Linked DNA regions of Hordeum vulgare: region 1 is linked to region 2. Evidence: chromatin contacts called from public Hi-C data. All regions are on one chromosome and are shown on one strand. Each heading gives the region's core, a stretch centred on a gene start, on an enhancer-like site or on the middle of the called end of the contact. The rest is flanking DNA. Distances are from core to core; before and after follow the strand shown. Region 1 holds the start of LOC123426677 (protein GL2-INTERACTING REPRESSOR 1). Region 2 holds the start of LOC123426676 (putative pentatricopeptide repeat-containing protein At5g37570).

What was found. Hi-C and Micro-C count contacts between places; a contact is called where the count stands out from the background.
Region 1: a Hi-C map of leaf shows a contact between it and region 2, with 4 times the contacts expected there. The contact joins the promoter of LOC123426677 here to the promoter of LOC123426676 in region 2. A contact is called at or near these places in 4 of 6 Hi-C or Micro-C datasets (leaf and seedling) and 1 of 1 datasets of contacts at active chromatin or transcription factors (embryo).

What each region holds. Positions count from the first base shown.
Region 1 is chr2H:465,129,746-465,135,511 of MorexV3_pseudomolecules_assembly, reverse strand. LOC123426677 (protein GL2-INTERACTING REPRESSOR 1) reads right to left here and starts at 2,445. Exons shown (of 2, transcript XM_045110545.1): 1 at 2,359-2,445; 2 at 1,484-2,232. The coding sequence starts at 2,213. The coding sequence ends at 1,866. LOC123426679 (a long non-coding RNA gene) reads left to right here and starts at 2,131. Exons shown (of 3, transcript XR_006622293.1): 1 at 2,131-2,221; 2 at 2,313-2,780; 3 at 3,889-4,388. LOC123426678 (a long non-coding RNA gene) reads left to right here. Exons shown (of 3, transcript XR_006622291.1): 2 at 1-887; 3 at 1,932-2,019.
Region 2 is chr2H:464,942,058-464,948,648 of MorexV3_pseudomolecules_assembly, reverse strand. LOC123426676 (putative pentatricopeptide repeat-containing protein At5g37570) reads right to left here and starts at 2,343. Exons shown (of 4, transcript XM_045110543.1): 1 at 232-2,343; 2 at 55-161. The coding sequence starts at 2,289. The coding sequence ends at 646.

The DNA of each region.
Region 1 (5,766 bases), core at 1,196-3,695, 190 kb before region 2:
ATTGTACTCTAATTGTAGATAGTTTACTTCTGATTTGTTAAGTTCCTATACACCAGTGCCCATGAGTATGTCCGGGGTAATATTTTTTTAACTGAACTGCAGGGGGGTAGTAGTATTTTCTTTTATCTGTTTCACGTTACTAGGTTGCTAAAATATGCACACTAAGTGCGAAAATACACAGGTGAACATGGTTGCATGCGCGCACACATGAATAGTAAATTCATAAAAATACTAGAAAAATTCAAAAAAATCTGAAATTGTGGGATATCAAACTTGGTCGCCCATTCCACTCACGTGTTAAGTTTCCTGAAGAAATGACGCCTGTGGTACACTTAGTGAAGAAAATACAGTCAGGACCTTACCATACATCAAACAGCGATGTCATTTCTTCCTGAAACTTCATACGCGAGTATACCGGTCGACTATCTATGTTACAATTTTTTTCAGATTTTCTTAGTATTTTTTTTAATTTACTATTCATAAGGGGTGTGCGTGGAACCATGTTCACCAAATTCCTGTCCCACTAACTGGTTCTACAATCTTCTGATTTTTTTTACTGAAAGTGTTTGATTATGTTGCAGGAAATGCCAACTTTGTTTGGATCATGTGTTTGTAGTTATCCAGGACAAGGAAAGAACATAAAATCTCACACATCCATCAACTATAGCAGCCTCACATAACATAACAAAATTTGGCCTGGGTATTTATTTATCTTCCTTCCTTTCCCATGTTGTGTGTCATTTACTTTCCTTTGGAAGTAATGGGGTCATTTCCTTTTCTGTTGCCTTGTCGTTGAACTACACGAGGACACATCCTGATACACTGGTCTTTTCTTTGAAAGATGAAATGAAAGTGACATGCTTACCATTCCAATCAACACAATCAAGGTAAGCTTAACAAAGCACATGCTTTTTTATTTCATGTCTGTTTTTCTTTTCCTTTTCTGACGTGATTCAAGCAAACAAGTAGCATGGCTGGTCTCCGTATCTGATTATGATGATGTGGACTTAAACTGAGATGTCTTTATTGAGTAAACATAAATCAATCGGCTTGCAAAGTTGACCAAAGCGACATTAAATTGGGTTGCTGGCGTGCTGCGTCACAATGCACGTATTCAGATGGAAGTATAATGGCAAGAGATAGAGTGATGGATGCTGAAATCAATCGGTATTCATTGCATGGCGTCACACCGTAGACTGTTCGATTGTTTCAAATACCATCTCTCTCTCCAATTTGAAATTTCATCACCTTTTTAATTACGTGATGTCTTTTTCAAGGATAGTAGGTAGAGTCCTCATTATTTTGAGGCGTGGGAGTTGTAGTGCCAATTGGTTAGTTCAACTAATCTGTGGTGACAAATTCCTAACACTCCATTTCCAGGGTTGACTGTTCTTCTTGCACTTTCTCCACTTTGTATGGTGGATTTGCATACTAACTTGTCTGGATACAAAGGAATGAACAGATGAGTGTTCATGGCGCGAAGTCGCAGAAGCTTGTCTGTCATAGATGTTTCAGAATAATACTCATCCGGCGCAACTTGAGATTTTCAGGGGTAAACTTTTCTTGTCTTGAAAGTAAGAAACAGAAGAGAAGAAGTCTGGTCCTATGCCTAACAAACTACTTCATTAGAACCACTGAAGAAGAACTCAGGAGAGGGGATATAGTCCACAGTGTATCCATGATATGTCAAAATCGTGACACCAGCACATGGATACATGCCAGTCTCACAATTTTAATACTGACATATCATGGTTACACTGAAGAAATGACCAAACGAAAGAGAACTAGTGGACCTAGGACTTCATATAAACGCTTTTTCTTGATGTCGGTGCTGCCGAATGGAGCCTCTCCTCCTCATTCTTCTTTCACCCCCTCCTGCTCTTCCTGCTGTTGCTGTTGGTGTTGTTGTTATTGTTGCTATTGTCTTGCAGGAAGTCAAGGAGCACGGGGCTCTTGCACTGGGGGCACCGAGGGTCATCCTGGGGGAGCATGACGTAGATGAAGCAGCGAGGGCAGGCAGCGAGCACCATGGACGTCGCCTCGGGGCTGTTGGACCACTGCAGGCCATGCTCGTTCTCCGACGACAGGCATGAGCTCGGGGACGACTCCTCGTCAGCCATCGCCCTGTTGGAGGAGTCCCCTCTTGCAGGCAGAGAGAGGTTGAGCTTCAGGTCAAGGCCCTTTGATGAGCTCTTCCTGTTGCTGCGGCTCATCCTCAGAGGTATCCCCTGTCTGCACACATCAAAACATGGAACTGATGGATTAGCATATGCTCTGAAAGGTACTATTGATCGATTGCTGCAACCCGGTAGGGATTAAAGATCACTGGCGATGGATGCATATAGGGAGGGAGCTTACTTTTGCGTCGGGTCCGAGAAGCAGGAGCCTCGCAGATGAAAGTGAGAGCGACAGGGGAGGGGATGCTCTGCTCTGCTCTGGAGCGAGAGAAGCCCGAGAGTTGGAATGCTAGGAGCGTGCTGCGTTGGTGTAGTTGGAATGGAGATGGCGGGTATTTATAGTGGGGAGGGAGATGGATGGGGAGAGGTCAATTAGTTTTGTTTAATGCAACAGTGAGAGGCATACTACTACTACTTCCCCCTCTCTCTCTCTCTCTCTCATGTATGTAGTACAGGCATTTTATTACCCACCAAATCATGGTTGGAGAGTGGCAAGGGATGGGTTGAATAATTTGTGCTTTGTTGGGTGGAAGAGAAGTGCGAGGTGAGAGGGCTGGTCATGCACACAAGGTTGGCTATTTAACAGGCGAAAGCCGAGCCTGGGTATGTGGTTACAGCTAGAGTTTTGCTTTGCTTTCCTCTTTACCCTGATGAAAGCTTAACACTGATGTTAAAGTCTCTAATCCACACACTTTTTTCTTCTTCTTTTCATACTAGTAGAGTTCACATACTATTAGAGTGGTTTATTAAAGTTAAAACACATATAGTGATTCAGTTCTAAAACTTTGCAAATGGCTTGCCTACTGCATATAGACAGTGGTTATGGAAGATGTAGACACATCTTGTAATTATGGCAGTTATTATTGGGTGTGTATTGTTGAAAGTTGAAGCTCATCAATACATGTCCTTCTAATTGCTTCGAAAGCTTAATTTTTGACTGGCCCCCAATTGATTTCACCACTTGAATGTGATCTTGAATGGAATTTATTTGGCACAGTCTCTCAAATGCACATCATAAGTACTAGTAGCAGAAAAAAGAAAGCAGAGAGTACACTAAATAGACTTGAATGTTGAGCCATTGGTTTTTGCTAATTGAATAAATGGGGTCCTTGAAGATATGCTGCTGCTATGCAATTTTTAGGTCTTTAAATGGTGCAAACGCAAGGCCTATGTATGCACCCATGCGGTGCGCATCCTCATACAATGACGAAGAGATAAGCAATACATTAATGCCACTTTGTTTCATGCACATAAGAGCAGCCTCCACCACCTCCCGCTCTTGTTCTAATGTCACCGCCCGCTTTGAAAATCTCAGCTCCTTTGCTTGCTTGTGTTCCAGCTCGCAGTGCTTAATTGCTGACAGCAGATATTAACTCTGAGGGTTGACTTGTTGCTTATTCTAGAGATGTTGCATCCTTGCATTTAAGAAAAGATTGAAACATGGTTAAGTCATAACTAGTCGTAACCCACTAATGTAATCCCCCCAAGATTGCTTCCATATCACCCACCTTGATTAATGACGGGGTGGCATACAACTCACTTAAAGTTGTTTTGGTTTGTGTGTTGCAATTGGTTTGGTCAATGCTGCTGCTGATGCTGCTTCTCTACATGGTTAAGAGAGAGCCATCTGTTTTTCTCCTTTTCTTTTTGCCTTAGTTAGGACTAATTATAATTATACCATTAATGCCTCTTTTTTGTCAAATGGAAGCAGTAATGGATGGCTTTGGGATCCAGAGCCAATGCTATCGGCCTCGGGATCAAAGATCAATTCAGCTTATCGAAGCGTATAATATTTCGCCATCATTCGCCATGATTCATCGCCGGTGTGTTTAAGATTTGGAGCTAAAGAGGCCAAGAGTTGAAGGCAACTCTGGCTCAACTACGGAAACAGGGGAGGTTTGACCTCAAGCCGAGCTCATAACTGTGGCACTAGGTTACTTAGTACAGGATATGGTTTAAAATGTTTCTTGCACGTACAAAACTGTGATTAGTCGGCGTTGGAGCCAAACGCATGTGCTCTTCTTTAATTTCATGGAGGGATCTAAGGAGCTTAATTAGTGGCCTGGAAGTAAAAGAAAGCTCCTGATTGAATGATGTCACGTGTTCGTCGTTATTGTGGTTTTGTATGTTCCCCCTCCCTCTCTGTGTGGTTTCATACAATTTTGCAGATGGTTCCACCTTTTGTTATTTATCAGTATTAAAGTTTAATCATATACTTCCTCCGTTCCTAAATATAAGTTTTTTTAGAGATTCCATTAAAAGACTACATACGGATACATACTTTAGAGTGTAGGTTTATTCATTTTACTTCGGACTTAGTCTCCTAATGATTTTTTTAAAAGACCTATATTTAGGAACAAAGGGAGTAGTTATGTTTCCCATTTGCTTCCAAGTTGCAGTCTTGGAGATATGTATTCAGACCGTGGATATAGGTGTCAAAGCCGTACATCGCGCGACGTGATTCTTCGTCTCTGGTTATGCCACGTCGTCCCAAGCCCTTCCTGCCTATGGGTCCCAGGCACCGCCCACGATGAGTCAATCGTATCTGCTTGTGAGTCTCTCTAGACCGTATTCTCCACACCCCCTCCATCAATTCGCCTCCTTTCTCCATGTCGAAGGTTGCATGGCCGTATTGATGGAGTCCTGGATTAGGGGTTGCTCGGCATGTCGGTTGCCCATTCCTTGGGTTGGACAGAGTACCCCCATTATCCTATTCATGATGGGCCTCGTTCGTCTGGACTAGAAGCTTCAAGATGGAATGACTCGAAGAATTGACGTATACGCTAAGATGCAGAGATAATCCTTAGAACGTTTGCCTCTTGGATATGACCGACCATGTGTAAACCTTAGGAACCCCCTGTCTATATAAACCAAGGGACCAGGGCCGTAGAGGGAAAATTCATTAACATCCAATCTTGTGGTAGATCACTTGTACATTATACACCATCCACAATCAATACAAACAAAGCATGATGTATGGTTTTACCTCTTTGAGAGGGACTAAACCTGGATAAGAGCATCTCTAGCAGACCTCGTAAAACACCGACCTGCAAAACTCGTTTACAGTTCGCGAAAAAATGGTTTTGCGGGCCGAAGCATGCCCCGGCCAAGCAGACCCTGCGTAGCCGACCCGTAAATATGTTGTTTTAAGGGTTGACTACACGAGGCCTGCTCGGCCGCATCCCGCTTCGGCCCGCAAACCGAAAACCCCAGATCAACCAATTTGACAGCGATTCCGACGGTTGAGTTCAAATTCGAAGAATAAAACATAGTTCGCGCGCAAATAAAATCATAGTTTTTTTTTACGACAAACGCAAAAGGACTTCATGCAAAAGCAACGACCACGCCCATCATCATCTTGGTCGCTTTTCACCCGCCGCCATGATCTTCACTCCGCACCACCGCCATCGGTGCCATCGCCGCCTCCGAGTTCATCACCGACACTTGTTCCAACTCCAGCAACGAAAGCATAGCCGAACGCACTGAAATCATCGGCGACACTAGTTCCAACTCCTGATGGGAAAACATCACCGACACCAAAACGCCCACCGGCCACCGCTAACATCCTCCTCTCCAAAATGTCTCTCCC
Region 2 (6,591 bases), core at 1,094-3,593:
GAGAAACAAAAGTGAAATATATGTTCATTTTACATTCACGAGTACATTATTTACCTGAAATGCTCTGTTTTTGTGAAACAGGATTGGATGATTTCAGTTCAACGGAGATTATAGCTTTCACCAACATTGCAATCACAGCTATAGTGGTACTACCCTGTATGCTAAAAGCGCACAAACTGAATAGGTAGTAAAGAAAGATTAAGGAATGACTAGGTGAGAAAGAGCACTCACAGGGCATCATCTCATCAGCAATGGCAGCAGTACATGAAATCTCCTCAGCAATCACATTATCCTCTGGTTCTTAAAACCAGGTAATGTCAGCATATAACTAGAAGCACTATGCAGAAGTGAACAATTCACCTCAGATGGCTCGATGACTCTTATTAACCCAAGACAGGTTGTAAATTAACATGTTGTCTGTGTCAAAAGGCAGCAATCTTCTACCACAAACATCCCCCAACTTGAGTGCAAACCATTGGTTTCTGATGATTTCGTAATCATCATGAGTTAACAATGCAAAGCACACATATCGTCCTTTTTCCACATTCACAGCAGAAGTCTACTACTCTACTTAACATTCCAATAAGGTCAGCAAAGCTAAGACAAGATAAATAGTTAAACACATCAATAGTCTCAACAAATGCCTCACTGTAGAACAACGGTTCGACCTGCTATTTTTGTTATCCCTTTTCCGGCCATTTCAGCTCTAACTTCAGAAACATCGGCCCATCTGTCAATGTTAGCATAAATGTTTGACAGGGTAATATAATTTCCAGCATTATCTGGTTCAATTTCAAAAAGCTTCTTCGCAGCAATTTTTCCAAGCTCAATATCACCTTGGAGTATGCATCCACGCAACAATGCACCCCATGATCCCGGATGAGGTTTTCCTGGCATAGACTTAATAAGCTCATATGCATCTCTCAGCATCCCAAAACGCCCGAGAAGACTGACAAGGCAAGCATAGTGATCGCCAGATGGCATAATGAAATACTCATTCTTCATCATAGCAAAGTACTTTTTCCCTTCTTCTACTAGGCCAGCATGATTGCAAGCTGTCAAAACAACTGTAAACACAGCAGTATCTGGGGAGAGGCCCTCCAAAAGCATCCTAGAGAAAAGATCAACAGCCTTGTTAGCTGAACCATGGAGGCAATGACCTTGCATCATCGAACAGTATGAGAACACATCTCGAACTGGCATGGACTCAAATAAAACAGTAGCCTTTTCCATGTTCCCACACTTTGCATTCATGTTTATGAGACCTGCCAACACATGGGCATTGTTCATATCTATGGAATAAGTCGTGATGTAACCTTCAATCCATTTTGCCAACATGATGTTACCCAGTTGGGAGCACGCTGTCATCAGAGCAACAATAACAAGCTCGTCCGGGCATATGTCCTCACGGAACTCATTAAAAATCCTTAAAGCCTCTCCAGGATAACCATTCTGTGCATAGCCTGATATCATTGCTGACCATGAGAACACATCCCGGTCACGTAACTTATCAAACAGCCTTTTGGCAACCTGCATATTTCCTGCCTTTGCATACCCACCGATCAACGATGTGTGCGCTGCAGCAGTTCTTTGGGGCATTTCTTCGAACAGCCTCCTCGCACTCTCCAGGTCCCCGCACTTCACATACCCACCAACCATGGCGTTCCAATGAACCACGTTCCTGTATGGCATTCGGTCAAAAAGCTCCCGGGCAGACACGATGTCACCACAGTCGACGTAGACCATGATAATGGCAGTCCAGGAAACGTCGCTGGGGATGACCATCGAGTCGAAAAGCATCCGGGATGCGCCAGCAGAGCTGCAGCTTCCGTAGAACTGGATGAGCGCTGTGCGGACGAAGAGGTCGGCATCCAGGCCGAGGCGTATGGCTGCGGCGTGCAAAGCGGAGCCGGTGGGTTTGCAGCGTACGCGGGCGCACGCGCGGAGGAGGGGAGGGAAAGAGAAGGCGTCGGGGCAGGCGGTGCGGCGGACGATATTGAAGTGCGCAAGCGCAGCGTGGAGCGGGGAATGGCGGGAGAGCGAGGCGATGACGGAGTTGCGGAGGCTGAGCGGGACGGCGTGGGAAGGGAGAGCCGAGAGGAAGGAGTCGGCGACGCAGGGGGAGGCGAGCGAGTCGCAGGCCGCGGTGAAGCGCGCGAGGAGGGCGTGGTGGTTGTGGAGGCCAAGGCGAACGATGCGGGCGTGGAGTTGGGCGAGGCAGCGAAGAGTACGGCAGCGGCCGAGGAGGGTAGCGACCGGAGGGGATGGGCGGCCGGCGGCGGGGGTCATGCGGCGGCGGGGGCGAGTGCAGAAGCCGGTGATGGCATTTGGAGCTGCGTTTGGCGTTTGGGGCCTGGGTGTCCCTTTCGGCTCGCATCCTGGGCTCGCCTAATGCGCTGTGGTAAATGGACGGGCCCAAGAAAAATAGCTGCTTCGTTCACTTCCTTTACATCACACGTCTGTTTCGATTTTTTATGTTTTATACATTTAATTACATTCCTAAATATATACTCCCGTCCCCAAATATAAGTCTTTTAAGCGATTTCACTATGTGTCTACATTTGAAGCAAAATGATTGAATGTACACTCTAAAGTATGTCTATATACATCCGTATGTAGTCCGCTAGTGAAATCTCTACAAAGAATTATATTTAGGAACGGAGGGACTAGATATTAATATTAATTCAAAAACATGTACTCCCTCCGTCTCAAAATAAGTGCTTAACTTTGTACTAGATTTAGTAAAAACTTGAGTCATTTATTTTCAAACGGAAAGAGTATTTAAAAACATATAAAACATATAATTAAGTATTATATATATATTTATTTATTTACAAGTATAAAAAATGTACAATGTGCATGAAAAAATAGACCTGTGTTAAAAAACCAGAGAAATATAACGAAAGAATCGCAAAAAAAAAAATTAAAATATTAAAAGAATATAAAAAATCAAGAAACCATAAATAACTAAAAACCATTGAAAATCAAAAAATTCCAAAAAATGCGTATAAAAATGCGAAAAAGATAAAGAAAATGGAAACCATAAAAAGTAAAGGAAGGAGAAACTCAATAATACAAGGGAGCTGCTACGCATCCACCGACGGATGTTTAGTAAACATCTGTCACCTCAACGGTCGTTGGATTATCGATGCAGTCGTCCGATCTACGTCCCCGCATCCAATAGTTCCTGAAACAGAGGTTGGGTTGCAGATACTATAGCCGCGTTGCAAAAACAACAATCGTGCTGCAAAAAAAATCCTGACACAACGATCGCATTGCAGAAAATAATTTACGTAACTCCTGAAACAATGGCTGAGTTGCAGAAACCACAACCCCGTTGCAGAAAAATGTTGCAGGCCAGTTGCGGAGCTGCCCCGGCGACGGAGGGCCGCGGTTCAGGCCGACGGGGCGGGGCCATGGCGCGGGGCAGCGGCGGAGGCCGAGCAGGGCCGGCGGAGGGCAACACGCAGGTCGGCGACGGAGGGCCGCGGTGCAGGCCGACGGGGCAACGGCGGAGGGCGAGCAGGGACGGTGGAGGGCGCCTGCCCGCGACAGAGGGGGCGGCAGGGCCGCAGCAGGCCGACGACGGAGGGGCCGCGAGATGCAGCAGGCCGGCGGCGGCGAGGTCGTCAGGGCCGAGGCAGAGGCGGAGGCACGGATGGGCAGTTTTTTCTCAAACAACTGCCCAGTTTCTAAAACAACGATCCAGTTTCAGAAAACGGTTCGCGATCAGATCGAGGCCAGATTCAATGGACAAGCGGGCGGCGAATGAATCACGCGAATCAATCAGTGGAAGGTAAGACTTTCGCATAATACAAAGAAAATGATGGAAATCTTAAGGAAAAAAGGAAAGAAAGGAAAAGATCAATAAAAATTGAAATCGTTAGACATGAAAGAAGAACAAAAGAGGACCAGTCCAACGACCACGCGGGTGATCCGAGGGAGGAACGGCCTGATTTCACGGTTGGCCCAAACGTGCACATGCGAGAGATGACACGTCCGTAATAGGAATCAATACGAGCGGCAAAGGGGAAAACCCTATTTGTCGTTTTTTGCGTCAAATAGTTGGATAAACACACAGGGGCGCGACAAACAGGACCAGCCTACCTCCCTCTGCAGGCAGTTCCGGTATGTGCTTCATTTTTTATTGTCCTTTTTTCCGTCTCAGTTTTTCCTTCTTCTTTTTTTCGTTTTTCTGCTTTTGTTTTCTTTTTTATACATATTTTTTAAATCTAAGTTCATGTTTTAAATATTTTCTTGAAATTCAGAAAATGTCTTTGATTTTATAAAAAAATTCCAAATTTCAAATATTTGGCGTTTTTTAAAACATCCCTAGGTTCAAAAAAAGCTCGGGATTTTCGATAAATGTCCGAAATTTTCAAAAACTGTTCGCCATTTATAAAAAATATTCTTTTTTCACAAAATGTTATTGCTTGCTTTTAATATTTTTTTCCTACACTTTTGTTCCTTTTTCCTTTTCCGATTTTTATGTTTGACATTTTATAATTGTTGTTTTGAATTTTAAAAAAGTTCTCGTATTCACAGTTTATATTTAAATGTTCATGCTTCAAAAACATTCCTGCTTCCAAAAAGTGTTCATCTTTTGAAAAATGTTCATGTTTCAAAAATTGTTTTCGTATTCAAAAAAGTGCATGATTTTTCACATAAATTATTCACAATGTTTTTTAAAATGTTCTTCTTTTCACATTTTACAAAAATGTTCCTGTTTTACGAATTTTTTTTCTCTTTTTTGAAAATTTTGTTTTGTTTGCCAATTCTAAAATTATTCATGATTTGAAAATGTTTGGGAAGTTTAAAAAATATTCTTCATTTTTGAAAAAAACAATCCGTTTCAAAAAATGTTCCTGTTTTAAAAAGTGTACATAAGTTCAAAAAATGTTCACAAATTTCAAAAAATGATCTTTCTTACAAACAAAATGTTCCGTGTTTTCAAATTTGTTTATAGACTAATAAATTGTTTATGTATTTACAAACTTGTTTGCACTTCCAAATTCATTCAGTTTTATAAACATTGTTCTTGGTTTCAAAATTTGTTCTCAAAATTCAAAAGATGTCTGTTTTTTAAAAATTTGTTTGCTCTTTCAAATTTATTTGGGGTTTTCAAAATTGATTTCCTTTTCAAAATTTTGTTCTCAAGATTCAAGAAATGTTCGCATACTTAAAAAATTGTTCGCGCTTCCAAATTTGTTCACGTTTTTCTAAATTGTTCTTGGTTTCAAAATTTGTTCTCAAAATGCAAAAAATGTTCTTGATTTAAAACTTTGTTCGTGCTTTCAAATATGTTCGGGGTTTTCCAAAATTGTTCTTTTTTTCAAATTTTTGTTCTCAAGATTCAAAAAATGTTTGTGCTTTAAAAAATTATTCGTTCTTCCAAATTTGTTCACTTTTAAAAAAAATTACTCAGTTTCAAATTTGTTCTCAAAATTCCAAAAATGTTTGTGCTTTAAAAATTTGTCCGCGCTTTCAAATTTGTTTGGTGTTTTTCAAAATTGTTCTCCTTTTTCCAAATTTTGTTCTCAAGAGTCAAAAAATGTTCGTGCTTTAGAAAATTGTTCACGCTTCCAGAAATTTTCCCGTTTTTTAAAATTGTTTGTGGTTTCAAAATTCGTTCTTAAAATTCAAAAAATGTTCATGCTTAAAAACTTTGTTCGCGTTTTCAAATTTGTGCAGGGATTTAAAAACAAATTCTCGTTTCCAATTTTTTTATTCTCAAGATTTAAAAATGTTCGCGCTTCAAAAGATTGTTCACGCTTCCAAATTTGTTCACGATTTTTCAAAATTATTATTAAAATTTGAAAATTATTTTTTCTTCAAATAAAATGAAAAAGGAATGAAAAAACGAACTAAAAAAATAAAATAAACAGAGAAGAAAAAAAGTAGCAGGAAATAAACAAAACTTGGCCGGCCCAGTTGGGCCCCCCTGTGCGGCGCAGGGCTGCCTGCCGCAGTGAGCGGCAGGTAGGAGCTCCCAGACTAAGAGCTTTGGCGGGAGGAGACAAGGTGGTCATCTCGCTCGCCTGCCTACATACAACGGCCGGTTGTTGAGCCGTCCCGAGAAGTGACTATTATATGGATGTTAGTCACTAAAAGGAAAGTATAATTGCTTCAATGGTGCATTTTGCTTGAACAAACAGCGGTAGTTTGATCAACAACACATGCTTAAAGTAGAAAAATTACTCATTAGTTTTATAAGTAGGGCAAAAAATTGTTCATGATATTTCTTGAAAGTGTTCAATTATTCCTTTTAAATGTTCTATCTAATTTAAACATTGTTCCGTATACTTTTAAAACTCTTCATTTAATTTGAACAATCATACATTTAAAAACTAAAATATATTTCTAAATTAAATGATAAACACTTTTCAGATATATGATGGACATTTTTAAATACAAGCTACACAATGTTTAATTCACAGTGAAGATTTCTAAAATATACTTTAGTTTTTAATACATGATGATTTAATAAGTGCACGTTGAACATTTTAAAAATACATGACAAACATTTTTTAATACAGAATGAGTATTCGTTTAATGTTAATGAATATATTTAATATAGTAAAGATTTTAATG